2 separate regions of the Mus musculus genome follow, and region 1 is linked to region 2. A link is a contact called in public HiChIP or PLAC-seq data. All regions are on one chromosome and are shown on one strand. Each heading gives the region's core, a stretch centred on a gene start, on an enhancer-like site or on the middle of the called end of the contact. The rest is flanking DNA. Distances are from core to core; before and after follow the strand shown.

The links. HiChIP or PLAC-seq counts read pairs in DNA pulled down with a chosen protein or histone mark.
Region 1: a contact with region 2 is called in an H3K4me3 HiChIP or PLAC-seq map of embryonic basal ganglia, with 4 times the contacts expected there. The contact joins two enhancer-like sites. A contact is called at or near these places in 1 of 15 datasets of contacts at CTCF or cohesin (large pre-B cells), 4 of 484 Hi-C or Micro-C datasets (embryonic stem cells, nephron progenitors, neural progenitor cells and 1 more), 9 of 115 datasets of contacts at active chromatin or transcription factors (astrocytes, differentiating embryonic stem cells, embryonic basal ganglia and 6 more) and 1 of 9 other capture datasets (embryonic stem cells).

The regions. Positions count from the first base shown.
Region 1 is chr12:12,737,102-12,740,799 of GRCm38.p6, reverse strand. No RefSeq gene overlaps it. Among named protein-coding and RNA genes, the nearest start is that of Gm40270, 14 kb to the right of the region's middle. Within about 2 kb of position 1,544, at least 23 of the 459 cell types and tissues checked have an H3K27ac peak or open chromatin away from gene starts, as enhancers often do. A contact at or near this core is called in embryonic basal ganglia, where this site is marked.
Region 2 is chr12:12,431,388-12,435,091 of GRCm38.p6, reverse strand. All of the region lies in intron 1 of Gm34489 (a long non-coding RNA gene), which reads right to left. Among named protein-coding and RNA genes, the nearest start is that of Gm34489, 12 kb to the right of the region's middle. Within about 2 kb of position 2,306, at least 6 of the 459 cell types and tissues checked have an H3K27ac peak or open chromatin away from gene starts, as enhancers often do. A contact at or near this core is called in embryonic basal ganglia, where this site is marked.

The sequences.
Region 1 (3,698 bases), core at 295-2,794, 310 kb before region 2:
CTGAAATAAAATCCGATGTGTTTTAGCGTAGTATATGTTTGGTCTAGGCTAGACCATGCAAGTCACTTGAACTTTCGTCTTTGCTGCAACTCTCTGTTCTTCAGGTCTGGGTGGAACCTGAGTCTATATTTGTGACCAGATTCAGGGTAAGGCGCTGCTCTGTGGCACTTCTTTTGCCCTTTCTCAATGATAGAGCCCCGGTCACCCTGAAACCCTCAGAGCTAGGATTTCTGAGCCCGACAAATCCCTCTCCTAGCACTTTCTCCTGGGGTGTCCTGCTCAGGTCTGACTCTCCTCTGAGGGTACTCCACCCCATAGCACTGCACTAAAGTGACTTGGGTGTCAGATACCTACTTGTCCATAGTCAGCCGTCCCTGAACTGGGCCCAGAGCAGATCTGAGGTCATGACATGTCATTACTGTTACGCTTTAACGTTTTTATTTTAGTGTGTAGGTGTTTTGCTTGCATATGTGTGTGTGCACCATATGTCTGATGTTCTTAAGTCTATCAGAGGATGTGAGAACCCTGAAACTGGAGAGACAGATGACTGAATAACTATGTGGGTGCTAGAAACTGAGCCTGGGTACTCTGTAGGAGTATATTTTGCTACTGACCCACCTCTCCAGCCCACTATTAAAAAAAAAGTATGTGTGTGTGTTTGTGTGTGTACATGTACAGCGGTCAGAGGCGGACATATGGGAGTGACTTCTCTCCTCCTCTGTGCGGGTTCCAGGCTTCTAACTTAGGTCATCCAGCTGGCTGGCAAGTGCCCTTGCCTCCTGAGCCATCTTGTCTGTACATTGTTTATTACTTTTAAAAATTGTCGAAATAAATACCTAATTAAAAAAAAAAAAGAAAAAAAATTGTCAAAAGCAGCATACTTAGGCTGCTTCTGCTGTGCAACAGTGGATCATGGGTCACCCTACTGAGCTGTATTCTTTTGCCATTTTTTTTTTTTTCTTTTCTGGGAAGGTGCGTTCATAAATCCAGTCTTTGAGCAATGTTACACTGGCAAGAGCACTTGTGGGCTACTGGGCCAGTCTGCAGGTCACCTGATAAGACAGTTTCACACCTCTGTCTAATCTTGTTAATTAGCAAATTCCGAGTCCACAGCTGGCCTTTAGTGAAGCAAGTCTCTTTTTGGTAAACCTAGAGATATGTTGGGGTTCATGGCTGCATCAGGCAATGGTGGGCCACAGATACCAACTTTCTTCAGGGAGGGCCCAGTGGAGTCTCCTATTTAAATCTCATTATCTACAACATGTAGCCATGCTCAATAAATTCACAAATACCAACTGGGCTGGCCCATGTGCATCTGCTATTAGTTAAAAAAAAAAAAAAGAAAAAAGAAAGAAAAAAAAAAGCAATGTGGGAGAATTTCCGTTTTCCTAAATTCTCCCTTTAAAAGTTCAGTATTAAGGAATCCTTGAGGTAAGGACATTGATTCCTTTTCCTGGACAGATGGACACACAGACGCTCTGCAGCTGATTAACCCCACCCTGACATTTTTGCAGTCTTGGCTTTGTCTTACAGTGGGTTTTGGAACGCATCCAAAATCTACTTAGACATACTTCTCAGGGAGAAAGGCTTTTACACTTCAGAAACTCTCTCTCTCTCTCTCTCTCTCTCTCTCTCTCTCTCTTTCTCTCTTAATTTGAGGTTGAATTTTTCTGCCCTAATTAGCTATGTCTTTGAGCTTCAAGAGCAAGTTTTACTGTGGTTATTAACGAGGCCAATCTCTGATCGCTGGCCTTTTTCAAAAGCATTCCAGCCCGCTAAACAGTGGCCTTTCATGATTTACAAGTTTGGAATCTTTGAGGGTTTTCAACAATTAAGGTGATTACTTTTCACACTCTGAACATCTTAATCACAAAACCTTGAGAGGGGGCCATGACGAGTATAGCCTGGCACCCCGGCACCCCTAGAGCTTGCCTCTTGGGTGTGGGGATTCCCTGGAGCTGGTCTAGCCCCTCTGAGACGGTGTAGGCAGGAAGTCACAGATGTTCCGCTTCATCTCCAGGCCTGTACTAACAGTACAAACCCATGTCCCAGGGCGAGTGCTGTCAGATACCGGCTTCGAGCAAGGTAAACAATCCTTTTCTTCAGCTCAACACAACCATGTTTTCAAAGTACTTTATAGACTTAAAAGCTCAGGTGATCTTTACAAGGCTGTGCGGTTGCACAGATGAAATTCTGTGGTATTAGTGAATGGGGAGAGTAAGGGCCAGAGAGGTAAGAGCACGCAGTCAATGGCAGCGAAGGACATCCAACCTTCCTGATTCCTGGCCAGGAGCTTTGCGTAACAGAGATGTCACTCCCTCTGTCTAGAAATGGTACCCTTGTCTGGGGGAAAGAAAGATACTAGTTTAACATTTCATCTCTATTTAATGAAAAGATGACCGGTATTTAACTTTCACATGACATTGATTCTGTAGACACCCTATGCTTCCATTTGAATCTGGATGTATGGCACCAAACAGAATGTTAAGAGAATCAGTCAATGTTCAGAGGAAATGGATTGCTAGTTAGTGCTAGAAGTGAATACATAAGTAGCAGTTTCTAGGACTGTAGAAATTTAAAACACAAGATTCTCATGGGTTGTACAATGAATGTGTGAGCTGATGTGCTTGTTACCATAGAAACATCTAGAATTCTTCTTGTGTGGATTTTTTTTTTCTCCCCTACAAGGTTTAACTCTATAGCCCAGGCTATCCTGGGACTCATGGTGGCACCCAGGCTAACCTCACCACTATGACAGTTCTCCTGCCTCAGCCTCCCAAGGGCTAGGATTGCAGGTTCATGCATGTCCCTGTGCCTAACTCTTCTGTATGGCTTGCATTTATGTGAAAGGAAGTCTGTGAGGGTGACTTGCATTTTGAAAGCTCAATGTGCATCTAAATTATCAGGTCGGTTATTAGGTCCCAGCAATGTCACGATTCACTTGATAAAGTCTTTATTGTTATCATTATTAGGGTTACTATGATTTTGAAGCAGTTTTGCTATGTAGTCTAGGCTAGCTTCAAACTCATGATCTTTCAGCCTCTGCCTTCCAAATGGTAGGATCACAGGTGTGAGCTACCGCGCCCAGTTCTATGAAGTCTCTTTAGTTGGTTAAAAAGTATTGTTCTTGAAAGGGTGAAAGACCATGTCCCAGGCTATAACCTGAACTTTTACTCCTCCTTAATCTCCATCCCCATGACATCTTTGCATCTGACCTCTTCTCAGGCTATCTTGATAGACAAGGCTTATTGTTTGAATGCATATATTCATTCTCCATCACACATTGAATCCTAACGCCCAAGGGGATGCTCTTAGCAGCAGTCACATGCAGGACATGATTAGACTGTGAAGATGAGACCTCACAAGTGCCATTCATGCCTTTACCAGAGAGATCAGAGACCACTTTGCCTACCAACCCCAGGAGAGAAGGTATTACTTGTGACCCAGGAAATAGGTTCTGATTAGACACAGAATCAACCAATGTGTTGTTGATCTTAGACTCTCCTGTCTTTCAGAACTATGAGAAATAAATGTATACAAGATTTCCAGCCAATGGGACCTTGTTACAGAAGTGTGAGTAAATGAAGGTACCAGGAGACAGTGCAGCCTTGTAGCATCTCCCTTCTCCCTGACCCCAACCCCTATTCCTGACTTCAGACAACCCAGCCAGGGGGCTGCCCAGTACAATATGACATCAC
Region 2 (3,704 bases), core at 1,057-3,556:
CTTGAGTAAGATACACAGTTTTAATTTTGCTTATATTTACATTCACTTCTGGAGTAGTGTCACTGCTTCTGGAAATCATGCCTTTTGTCATAGCCTATGCATATGGGAGTTGGGTTCTTATTACTTATAAAATATGTAAACAAATCAGCTAAAAGTGAAGATTCATTTTGGCTCCCAGCTTCCAAGGTTTCAGTCAATGGTCACTGGTGTTTGGAGGGTGGGTGGAGGGCAAACCGGTGTTCACAGTGAGGCAAGAGGTGGTAGAGGGATATATAAAGTAAATTGTCTCACTTCATACAGAAGACAGAGGCAGGAGAGAGAAATGGCCTAAGTCAGAGGAATAGGCTTCAAAGTCATCCAGTTCCTCCAGCTGGGCAGCACCTCCTAACGAGCCATTCAGTTATGACCTTGTTAATGGATTAATCCATTCATTAAGTTAATGAACTCATGAGCCAGATATTCCTCTATAAGCTCATCAGCTAGAGACTGACTTTTGCACACATGATGTCTATCAGGGAACATTTCATGTCTAAATCATAGCTGTGTGGATTTGCTGCATGGTATTATCAGGTATTTGGTCCATCAAAAACAGTTGGTAAAACTGCTTTTTGAGTTCTTGCATAAGTAACATTTTTTTTCTCCCTTATCTTTAACTGTTCTTTTCATTTATTGTTTCTTTCTTTGTTTTGCTTCCTGGATGAAGTTCCCACTTGTGTCTTACATACTTTGCATTCATCTTTTTAACTGAATGGGGCGAGTCTTCTTCACCTCACCTTCCTTTCTCCTCCAGCCTGTGAAAGGATTGTTTTCACTTGACAGCCAGGTCTAACACTCAGAAACTGTGTTATCCTAGCAATTTTTGAATTTCATAATTAAGCTATCTAACTTATCCTTGCAAACTTCCAGTTTCCTAGAGTTATATTATGGGATATTCTTTGGATAGAGGCAAATAATCCCAAGTGCTGTCTCTAGGGAAGGGTAGTTGAGTAAGTCAGATGGTTCATTAAGAGACGTCTCCGTAAGTAACTGATATCAATCATTCCTCCATCTTTGGCTTTCTACCTAGACTTCAAGTCTGAAGTCTGTTTAGAGCCCTCTGATGATTCCAACAGCACCCTCTCCTGCACTGCTTTTTCCTCTGTTTTGGTCGGACATTGACTTCACTCCAGTTACCCGGTGTCTAGAATCCATCTGCTTCTCTGCAGAAATCTCCAGTGTTCTGTTGCACCTACTTGGGTTTTCTATATTATTTTTAAAATTACATTTATGTTTCCATTATGCTAATAGAAGTCAGGAAAGAGAAGGGAGATCTATGCATGTTCAGGTCTACATCATAACCCCTGAAAGCCCTCAGTCATGTTTTAAAATGCTGTACATTTTTGAAAGGATTATCTAGCGTGTTTGGTGTTTTTTCAGGTTTTTCTGGCTGTGTCATCTGGTTGCCATAGCCAAATACCACAGGCTGAGTATCTAACAGAAATATATCTCTCAGTCTCCAGGCTGAAAAGTTCAAGATCAAAGAATCAACAGATTTGGTTCCTGGAGAAGGTCCATGTCCTAGGTTAAAGATACCTTGTCAGTCTGATTTCATTGACAGGAGTGGGAGAAGGGGGAAAGAAAAAAAAAAAAAACCAGAGACTATTTTTTTTTCTTCTAAAGCAACAGCCTACAGGGTTAGAGTTGGGCTCATATAAACGTATTTTACCTACTTTTCCCTTAAAGACCGCATCTCAAAACACAATGCCATGGAGGCTAGACCTTCAATGTTTGAGTTTTGGATAAGCCCTAACTCATTGCGTTCCGGTCTCTAATCAGTTTATCATGAAGAAACTTACGTGTAAGCATGGGTTATGTTACTTAAATACAAAATAGTAGCACATTTGACTAAAACACTAGTTTGTGGTTCCAAAAATCATTTCTAAATATAAATCATTGAGATAAAACAAAGACAAAGAACTCAATGCAGTTGAGCATAGGTGAAGTCAGGTGTCACACACACGCACAGGTATACAGGTATACAAAGCATCCATGGAGGGGACTGGCTCTCCTCCCCTTCTCCTTGTGGGTGGTAGGTCCCAGTAAATCCCTATGTGCCACTTCAAATCCATTTGCTTGGCTTCAGTCAGACTCTGATGGGCCTTATCTTATTGGCAAAGGCACATAGCAATTAAAATGGCATTGACAATCTTGTGATCTGTCTCGTGTAACAGAAAATTCAGATTAAGGGAAGATTATGCTAATGGGAGACAATCTTAGAGCAGGAAGTGCTTTTTGAAGACAGCTTGTACAGTTCCCTGACTGACATACTCTGTCTATTACATTCTGCCTAATGGTCTCCTCTTGATCATCTCCAGTAACAAGGATCCTTTAGCCTCCAGAGGCAGCAGTTTTTCTTAAACAGCACAGCTAAAAAGCTTTAAACATAGCCTCAACCTAGCTCTACATACTTCCCAGTTGTGATTACTAGCTGTGTTCTCTGTAACATACAGGGAGAATTGAAATGGCTGTCACAAGCAAGAGGAATTTATATTTTATATGCTTAACAGGACAGGTAGGAAAGACTCTTAATGTCAGTGACGGTTGTCATTTCCCTATCTAAAGTCGCTTACATTTCTCAGGCGGGTCTTTTTACAAAAAGCAAAACTGTTAAGTGAAAGCTTTAAAAATAATTCCATTACCTACCTCACAAAGACAGAGTGACAGCTGATCATTAGGAGAAGAATGTCTTCAGAACTTGGAGAAAGATGAGATTTCATCCATCATAAAGCAAGATGCATGGCAGCATCCCACCAAGGGGGCTGTTTATTGCTGGCTCACATCATCTCTGCAGTTTTGCCTCATGAGACTGGAGACAAAGAACTCAGTGCAGGTGAGCACAGGCCAAGTCAGCCTCATGGCACAGATGAGATACACCCAGTCTGAAGGTGAACAACATCCACAGAAGCAACAAGCTGGGTGTTTTTAGAATGCCTGGGACAGCAGCTGCTTCTGCAGCCTGTCAAAAAACCTGAAGACTCTAGGAAGATGGCTAAGCCCCTGTCACAGATGTTCACTAAAGGATGATGTGGGTGCATCTGAGTGCACATTCTCTCTGTCCTTGGGATGTGTCTAAGCAACACTGGCCATGTCTACATGGGACTGAGCCAGGAGAGCTGCAAAGCCATGGCCATCTGGCCTTCACTTTATCATCTCTACAACTTAGATGTCCACAGTCATTGTCCAGTCAGTAGTAGAATATATTAATATCTAGAAAATATTAAACCATGCTATACGGCACTATGCAGTATATGGAAGCTTTGCTCCTTGATACACAGAGATCTTTCTCCTCTCCCATTATAGCTTGTGCTTCTTCCTGATATGGTCCACTTCACCACCCCACACTCTCCTGCTTGTTTCTCCTCATCCATCCATCTATTCATTTATCTATCCATGCGTCCATCCATCCACCCATCCATTCTGCTCCAACGACTCAGGCATCCTCATTGTTCTTGAAAGACTCCAGGAACCCCTCCCCCCACCCACGGCTCTTTGTATCTTGCTATGGCTGCTCTTCTCCCCGCTCCCTGCAAGGACCATTCCCTCACTATGACTAGGACTCTGTCTCTCCAGGTGTGATCTCCTCTTGCATACTTTTCTCCGCTGCTTCGCATAAACTACAAGTCACTGTCCCCTTCTTTCTCCTTGTTTTGATTTTACTTCTGTAT